Linked DNA regions of Drosophila melanogaster: region 1 is linked to region 2. The links are chromatin contacts, called in public Hi-C maps. All regions are on one chromosome and are shown on one strand. Each heading gives the region's core, a stretch centred on a gene start, on an enhancer-like site or on the middle of the called end of the contact. The rest is flanking DNA. Distances are from core to core; before and after follow the strand shown. Region 1 holds the start of Fas2 (Fasciclin 2). Region 2 holds the start of GlcAT-I (Glucuronyltransferase I).

What was found. A called contact is a pair of places that touch in the nucleus more often than the background predicts.
Region 1: a contact with region 2 is called in a Hi-C map of the Kc167 cell line, with 2.5 times the contacts expected there. The contact joins the promoter of Fas2 here to the promoter of GlcAT-I in region 2. A contact is called at or near these places in 26 of 107 Hi-C or Micro-C datasets (the D17-c3 cell line, the Kc167 cell line, the OSC cell line and 14 more) and 1 of 6 datasets of contacts at active chromatin or transcription factors (the Kc167 cell line).

What each region holds. Positions count from the first base shown.
Region 1 is chrX:4,204,695-4,208,297 of dm6, forward strand. It overlaps Fas2 (Fasciclin 2), which reads right to left and starts at 1,399. Exons shown (of 10, transcript NM_001272308.2): 1 at 1,206-1,399.
Region 2 is chrX:4,129,204-4,132,994 of dm6, forward strand. GlcAT-I (Glucuronyltransferase I) reads left to right here and starts at 2,008. Exons shown (of 2, transcript NM_167003.3): 1 at 2,008-2,291; 2 at 2,355-3,630. The coding sequence starts at 2,083. The coding sequence ends at 3,066. It overlaps tyf (twenty-four), which reads left to right. Exons shown (of 8, transcript NM_001297924.2): 8 at 1-813. It overlaps Fas2 (Fasciclin 2), which reads right to left. Exons shown (of 10, transcript NM_001272308.2): 10 at 3,684-3,791.

The DNA.
Region 1 (3,603 bases), core at 149-2,648, 75 kb after region 2:
ACATTGTTACAAAATACCCGCGAAGCAGTTTTAAATATTCATAAAGTTTCGAAAACGCTAATTATAATGAGAGACTTGGCCAGAGGGGAAGTTCTGGCAACGGTAGAGTTTTTGTGAATCTGTTCAAGTTGCACAAAGTTTAGAAGTTTTCCACTTGATATTCGTGAATTATTAATGCTGTCAAATGATTTGATTTTGACTTTCGGCGCGACCGACAAATTGTAATTACATCTGCCGTTTTGATTGCCTAGAATTGGACGAACTCAATAGGATTTTGTAGTCTTAATTAAAATATGGCTCGGTTAGGTTTGATAAAACGCAATAAACTAATTTATTAATGCGAAACTAACATCTTGTTCGAAAAACTGCCAAAAGTAAAGCGGCAAAAGTTTTCAAATAAGCACTCTATGAAGTCGATGAAGTTAATTTACCAACTTTGAGTTTATTCCGACTTGTTAACAGTTTAAACAAATATTTTTAATCACATTAAAACTTTTGCAGAAAGCCGCAGCAAACGAAATAAACTTTTTGATATGCGACATAAAGGCAATTTTGACAGACAAAGGAAAAACGAAACCGACTGAAATTGGTCGTGAAATTTGAGAATCTATTCTTTTCTATTTTTTTTTTTTTTTGTTCTGTGGTTAACATTCCAGATTAGTTGTGGAATCAATTTGCCCGGCTTTTCCTAATTCTTAACGTGTTTCTTTTTTGTATGTTTCATATTTCCTATTTGCCAGCTGCAAGCGTGAGTCAATTTCCAGTGCACACTGTTGGTAGTAACAACAATAAAGTTGGCAGCGAAGCGGGCCCAAAAACCTGTTTTCCGTTTTATTTTTCTTGCTTTTCAGGTGATGTTGCTCTTTTTTTTCATATTTGTTGTATGCACTTTTCCAACTCGATTATTGGGTGAGTTTTCAAAGGGTTTTCATGGAGGTTTTCATTGAAATAACTTTTGCACGTGACTCATTGGAATCTTGGGCTAAAACAACAAAACAGCATAGACTCAGCAGAGCGAGAGAGATACATTTGTGTATTTTTTGTCACACGCTAAAAAAAAAGTTTTGAAAAAAAAAATATGTACAAGAATGCCGCCAGTTTATTTTTGGTTTTTGTGGAGCTGTCTCGACATGTTTTTTGAGTTCTTCTCATGCACGGCCAAATAATGGCTGTTATGAGCAGTTATTATTATTATTTATTATTACCAATTTCTCATTGTTTAACTGGCACACTAACACACACGCACACGACGCGCCACGACCGTTAACACATACGGTGAAGAGAGCGCGAGAGAATGCGAGTATGAAGAAGAAGAACCACTTCTGTTGTCTCTATTTGTGTTTTTCTTTCTCTCAGCAAGCAGAGCACTCGACGCGTTGGCCGTCGAAACGTAACTGAAAGCACCGCTAGCGCTGCCGCCGCAAAATACCACAGCTATTGCCGCGCCACAAGATCTGGCAACCCCAAATGTTGCCAGCCGATGCGACGCAGCATGTTGCCAACCGAAAGTAATCAAGCAAGGGAGATGGTAGAAGTTTAAGAAGTAAAGTGCATAGATAATAGCAATTTATAAAACCGAAAATCTGAGCTCTTTTAAAATGAAATTAATTTACATAAATAACGTAATAAGTGCACAGGAATATTAATATCAGTTATTGGCCAAATATGTTTTCAGTGGAGACTAAAAGAGATGGAGAGTGTCTACCGTTAGGCGGCGAAGAATTCAGCTCTTTTCTTCTCGAGTGTCAGCAAGGTCAAACGACAATGGGCGGAGAAACTGGGCGGTGGCACTTAAGCCCCATTTCGTCACTTTTACGAGCGACTGGTGTCAGGTTTTTTGACACGTTTTTGTTGCCCAATCTTTGTGGAGCTTTGTCAACAAACTTTCAGAACGAAGCATTAAAAATGTAACTACTTTATTCGGGGGCACATTTAAAAGAGCTACACGTATGTACATATATTACGCAAAGTGTGCTATCGCGAGGAGATGATGTCTAGCTAAGGTTTTTCCGATTGATATGCAAGATGAAAATCTCACACTTCGATAAGTTTTGTAAGAATATTCGGGAACACTATCTAAACATCCTTCGAAGTTAGCAGCATGTTGCCGAAACCTCTTGCAACATTTCGAAATGAGGAAAACCAAAGTTTAACGTCTTATTTTTCGGCACAGCATTTTACGATCTTGCTGTCGAAGTAACCGACGAATGCTGGGGGGAAAATCGGGCGGGTATGCAAGACGAATTTTCCGGCTGGCAACATTTCGGATATTTCGGAGACGGCCACTTGTTGCCCGCGCAACATCGAGATTCGATTCCAAACAAAAACTTCTTTTATTTTCAATTGCCGCGCTGTCAATTAAACCAGCCTGCGGAAAAATCGTGACGAGGGGGGTGATTTTCCCCGGTTAAGTGGAAACAAAAAAAAAAATCGCAGTTACGTTTGAATGCGCTGTGTGCAATTTACTAAATGAAATTGCGTATAGATGCCAATGCGATGTATTCTGCAGTTATCATTGTTGTTTTGTTTCGTTTGTCGTTTGTGTGACGGAGCAATTTATCACCGTATACAGAGGGGATATATGTACCTACATATATCTATATACCAGCGACACCCCTCCCCCGCCAGAATCACCAATAAGTGATTTATAGGATTGTTATTTTGTCGTTGATGTCGCACTTTCGCTGCGCTTTATTTATTGCTCGGAATCTTCCTCTATCTCCCACACACAAAACAAAAACCCGATACGCCCGATTCGCCCGATTTGGAGTGCGTTAATTTTATTTCACAGCCGGCCGAATTTTCCGAACTTTTCACAGATGAATATTGAATTGATCGGCTGGCTGTGGGAACTATGGTGACAATCGTTCTTCACGCTTAATTTGCTAATGCGTTCGACCTTTGACCCATGATGTGCCAACGATGTGAACATTTTGGCTATCAACAAATAGGATTTAACACGATTGCATTTAAATGTATTGGCGATTTAAAAAGCAAGAATGTAATATAAAGAAATTAGAACATAAATATAAATAAATAAGTAATTATTTTAAGAATCTTTGGTCTTGGCACCAGTAATCTGATGTAAAAACAAAGGAAATATGCCCATTTCCCGCCGAGAACTGCAATTATTTAACAATTATGGGAACCAGTGAACAATGGCGATAGTTTATATGTTGTTCAAGCCTACTTGAAATGGTTTCGCCTGACCTGTGACCCCGAAATCCGACTATCTGCTACCTGATTTGAAGCCAGCCAGCCAGACAAATGAAGACGTCGATTTAGTTTTCGGATGGGTGGTCCTCGAATCAATCTCCAGCTATCTCGGCAATTCTGTTCCAATTTGTAGCCCGGATTGAGTTCGTTTTTTTTTTTTTTTTTTTTTTTTGTTGAACACCTGCATTTTTTGGTGGTGCATCGAGAATAGGTTCTCAAATGACGGTAACCGCAGCCCGAGATCATTAGAAAATGTTTAATAACTCTATAAGCAATTAGATACGAAGAGCTCCCCGCGCAATCCGCACCATTTCTGACAGGTTTTGTCCGCACCGAAGAACCAAAACTCAATTCCAATCTCGTTCTTGGCCAGAAACTTAAGCTGGG
Region 2 (3,791 bases), core at 758-3,257:
AGTTTGGCCTTTTGTTTTTACGTAGCTAGCGTATTGTTCAATTTATCGGATATTAGATATCGGAGTAATCGCTCGAGTTGCGTACAGTTCAGTCTGCATTATTTCCGTCTTGCGTGCACTTGTTGAGTTTGAAATACAAAATAACAATAATTGGGAACGGAGTGGAGTGGCGAGAATTGAAGCAGCAGAGAGCACAGTGGGAACTATAATCATAGATATACATACATGTAACAAAGTCTACGACTAAGTCTATTTACTACTGATGAACCTACTAAGTAACCCCCAATTCCCGATCCCCCAAAATTCCAACCCATCCCTATATATAACTTATACATACCAATATTTGTACATGCGAAACAAGCGAAAGGCTTTAGAATTTAATCGTAATGGTCCGAAAATCGATTAACCAATCGAAGCAGAAGCAGCAACTGAATGGGAAACCGAAATTTAATTTATAATTTGTTTAAATTATCATATACTGGAGAGAAGTGTATTTCTGTGGAGAATCGAAATAAAATTTAACAAAAAAAAAAAAAGAAAACAGCTGCATTCGATTTACAATGAATTTCGAGGGTTGGGTACACATAGGATATTGCAGGTTTAAGTATTGATGAATGGAGCTGATGGTGTAAACTAAGGTACCAGATTTCCTGCATCAGATCTATCCCTTGGGCACCGGCAGAAGGCAACTGGAGGACATCATCGAGCGGAAATGCGACCGGCGTGTTAGAAATTAAGCTATTATTATTATTAGTTTTCTATTATTATTAAGACATAGGATATTATTTATACAATATAAGTGAATAAAATATTAAAAACCAAAATAGTGAGTTTTTATTTAATTTCTCGTGGTTTTGGGCAGATATCCAATTTCTTCGCACCAGGCGATCATAATTAGCAGGAAGGTGTCTGCTGGAAACAAATTGAGCGTTGGTCACTTCCTGGCATTTCTGTTTGCCTGGTACATGGGATCGTATTTTCCCCGATTTGCCTAACAAAATGAGGCCTGACTTTCGCGGTTTTGGGCAGATTTCCAATTTCTTTGCACCAGGCGATCATAATTAGCAGAAAGGTGTCTACTGGAAACAAAATGAGCGTTGGTCACTTCCTGGCAATTCTGTTTGCCTGGTACGTGGGATAGGTTTTTCGCCGATTTGCACTACAAAATTAGGACTGACTTTCGCGGTTTTGGGCAGATTTCCAATTTCTTTGCACCAGGCGATCATAATTAGCAGAAAGGTGTCTACTGGAAACAAAATGAGCGTTGGTCACTTCCTGGCAATTCTGTTTGCCTGGTACGTGGGATAGGTTTTTCGCCGATTTGCACTACAAAATTAGGACTGACTTTCGCGGTTTTGGGCAGATTTCCAATTTCTTTGCACCAGGCGATCATAATTAGCAGGAAGGTGTCTACTGGAAACAAAATGAGCGTTGGTCACTTCCTGGCAATTCTGTTTGCCTGGTACGTGGGATAGGTTTTTCGCCGATTTGCACTACAAAATTAGGACTGACTTTCGCGGTTTTGGGCAGATTTCCAATTTCTTTGCACCAGGCGATCATAATTAGCAGAAAGGTGTCTACTGGAAACAAAATTTGGTCACTTTGGCGTTGGTCACTTCCTAGCATTTCTGTTTGCCTGGTACGTGGGATAGGTTTTTCGCCGATTTGCACTACAAAATTAGGACTGATTTTCGCGGTTTTGGGCAGATTTCCAATTAATTCGCACCAGGCGATCATAATTGGAAGTAGGTGTCTGCTGGGAACAATATGATCTTGTTCGTCAAATTGTGAAATTCTGAATTTCGGACACTGAATGTCAGGGGTTGATTTTGCAGAATTTAAATTTAAACAGATAAATAAAACACGGTATAAGTTGTCTTTTTTGTTTTTATTCTTAAAGTATAGTAAAATACATTTCCTATAATAAACCTTAAGTGTAACCACACTGGAGACGAAGAATATCGATAGTTGCCCGGAACTTGATGGTGCGACCGTTCGTTCCGCTAGCATGTCGTTATTTAGGCACACAGCTCGCCGATTTGTTTGTTTTAACAAAATTCGGTTTTTACCAACTGCCGCAGGATGTCGGAGGTCCGCATTCGCCCGCGCCAGGTCCTCATCCTGATCATTGTCTTCCTCGTGGTGCTGATGATGGTGCACCGAAACGGGAAGCGCACATGCCAGGGTCCAGAATACCTCCAGGCCATGTTCGTCCAAGGCGACACGTTACCCACGATTTACGCCGTAACGCCAACGTATCCACGGCCCGCCCAGAAAGCCGAGCTAACCAGGTAGAGTAAATCATAAACCGCATACATACCAATACCTTTAAGTAACGCCCCGTATTCCAACAGACTATCTCACCTCTTTATGCTGCTGCCGCACCTGCACTGGATCATTGTGGAGGACACGAACGCCACCACTCCGCTGGTCAGAAACCTTTTGGATAGAGCCGGATTGGAGAAGCGTTCCACGTTGCTGAACATCAAGACGCCATCTGAGTTCAAGCTGAAGGGCAAGGACCCCAACTGGATTAAGCCACGCGGCGTGGAGCAAAGAAATCTGGCTTTGGCCTGGTTGAGGAACCATGTCGACGTCGATCGGCACTCTATAGTGTTCTTCATGGACGACGACAACTCCTACTCCACGGAACTGTTCGCCGAGATGAGCAAAATCGAAAGGGGTCGCGTGGGCGTCTGGCCGGTGGGTTTGGTCGGCGGTCTGATGGTGGAGCGACCCCTGCTTACGGAGGATGGCACTAAGGTGACCGGATTCAATGCCGCTTGGCGACCGGAAAGACCATTCCCCATCGACATGGCCGCCTTCGCCATCAGCATGGATCTCTTCATCAGGAATCCGCAGGCCACGTTCTCGTACGAGGTGCAAAGAGGCTATCAGGAGAGCGAGATCCTGAGGCATCTGACCACCAGGGATCAGCTGCAGCCACTGGCCAATAGGTGCACGGATGTGCTCGTCTGGCACACGCGCACTGAGAAGACCAAGCTAGCCGCCGAGGAGGCGCTCCTGAAGAAGGGCCAGCGATCCGATGGCGGCATGGAGGTCTAACCCGGGACCTAATTGTATATATAGCAAACTATCATCCTAGTGAATTTACTTAATGTGTTCCGTCTCCTCATAGTTTAGCCCCAATTTATTTAATACTTTTTACTTCATATTTTCTATATATTTTATAAAAACATGGTGTAGGCAAACATTTTGATGATTTAAGTTCAGACTAAGTCACTCTTTTTTTTTTTTAACCAGACATTTTCGGATTGAAATCAAATGAGATTTTTTCTAACTACACCGCGTACTTGCGCAAATTTTAAATATGAAAACACTACTAGTTGTATAATGCTCAAAGAAAAGTTGTATAATATCTTCGTAAGATAGTACCTAGTCTATCTGCACGAAGGTTATTTATTTTACCTCGAAAGGTAAACCCAAATGAACTAATTCTCTGTCTTTGTTGTACCTAAGCTATAAGAACGCTTTAAGTTGCCCCATTGTATTATATATAGGCCTATAGGTTTTGCAAATTGTTGGAGATTAGTTACATTAGATATACATAAGCTTCCCCTGTGTGCCTCCCAATTGACGCAAATAAAATTGGTAGTGTTATCGAAACCTATTTAAAAAAAAAATGTTGCTTCATTGACAAGGGATTGGGTCAATACTGGTTTATTATTACCGCCAAATGGGAATTAAAACTACATCGATTGGAATTATAGTACAGTAAATAAGATTTATTTCCCCCGTTTCAGTTTCAGTGTATAATTTTTCATCAATTT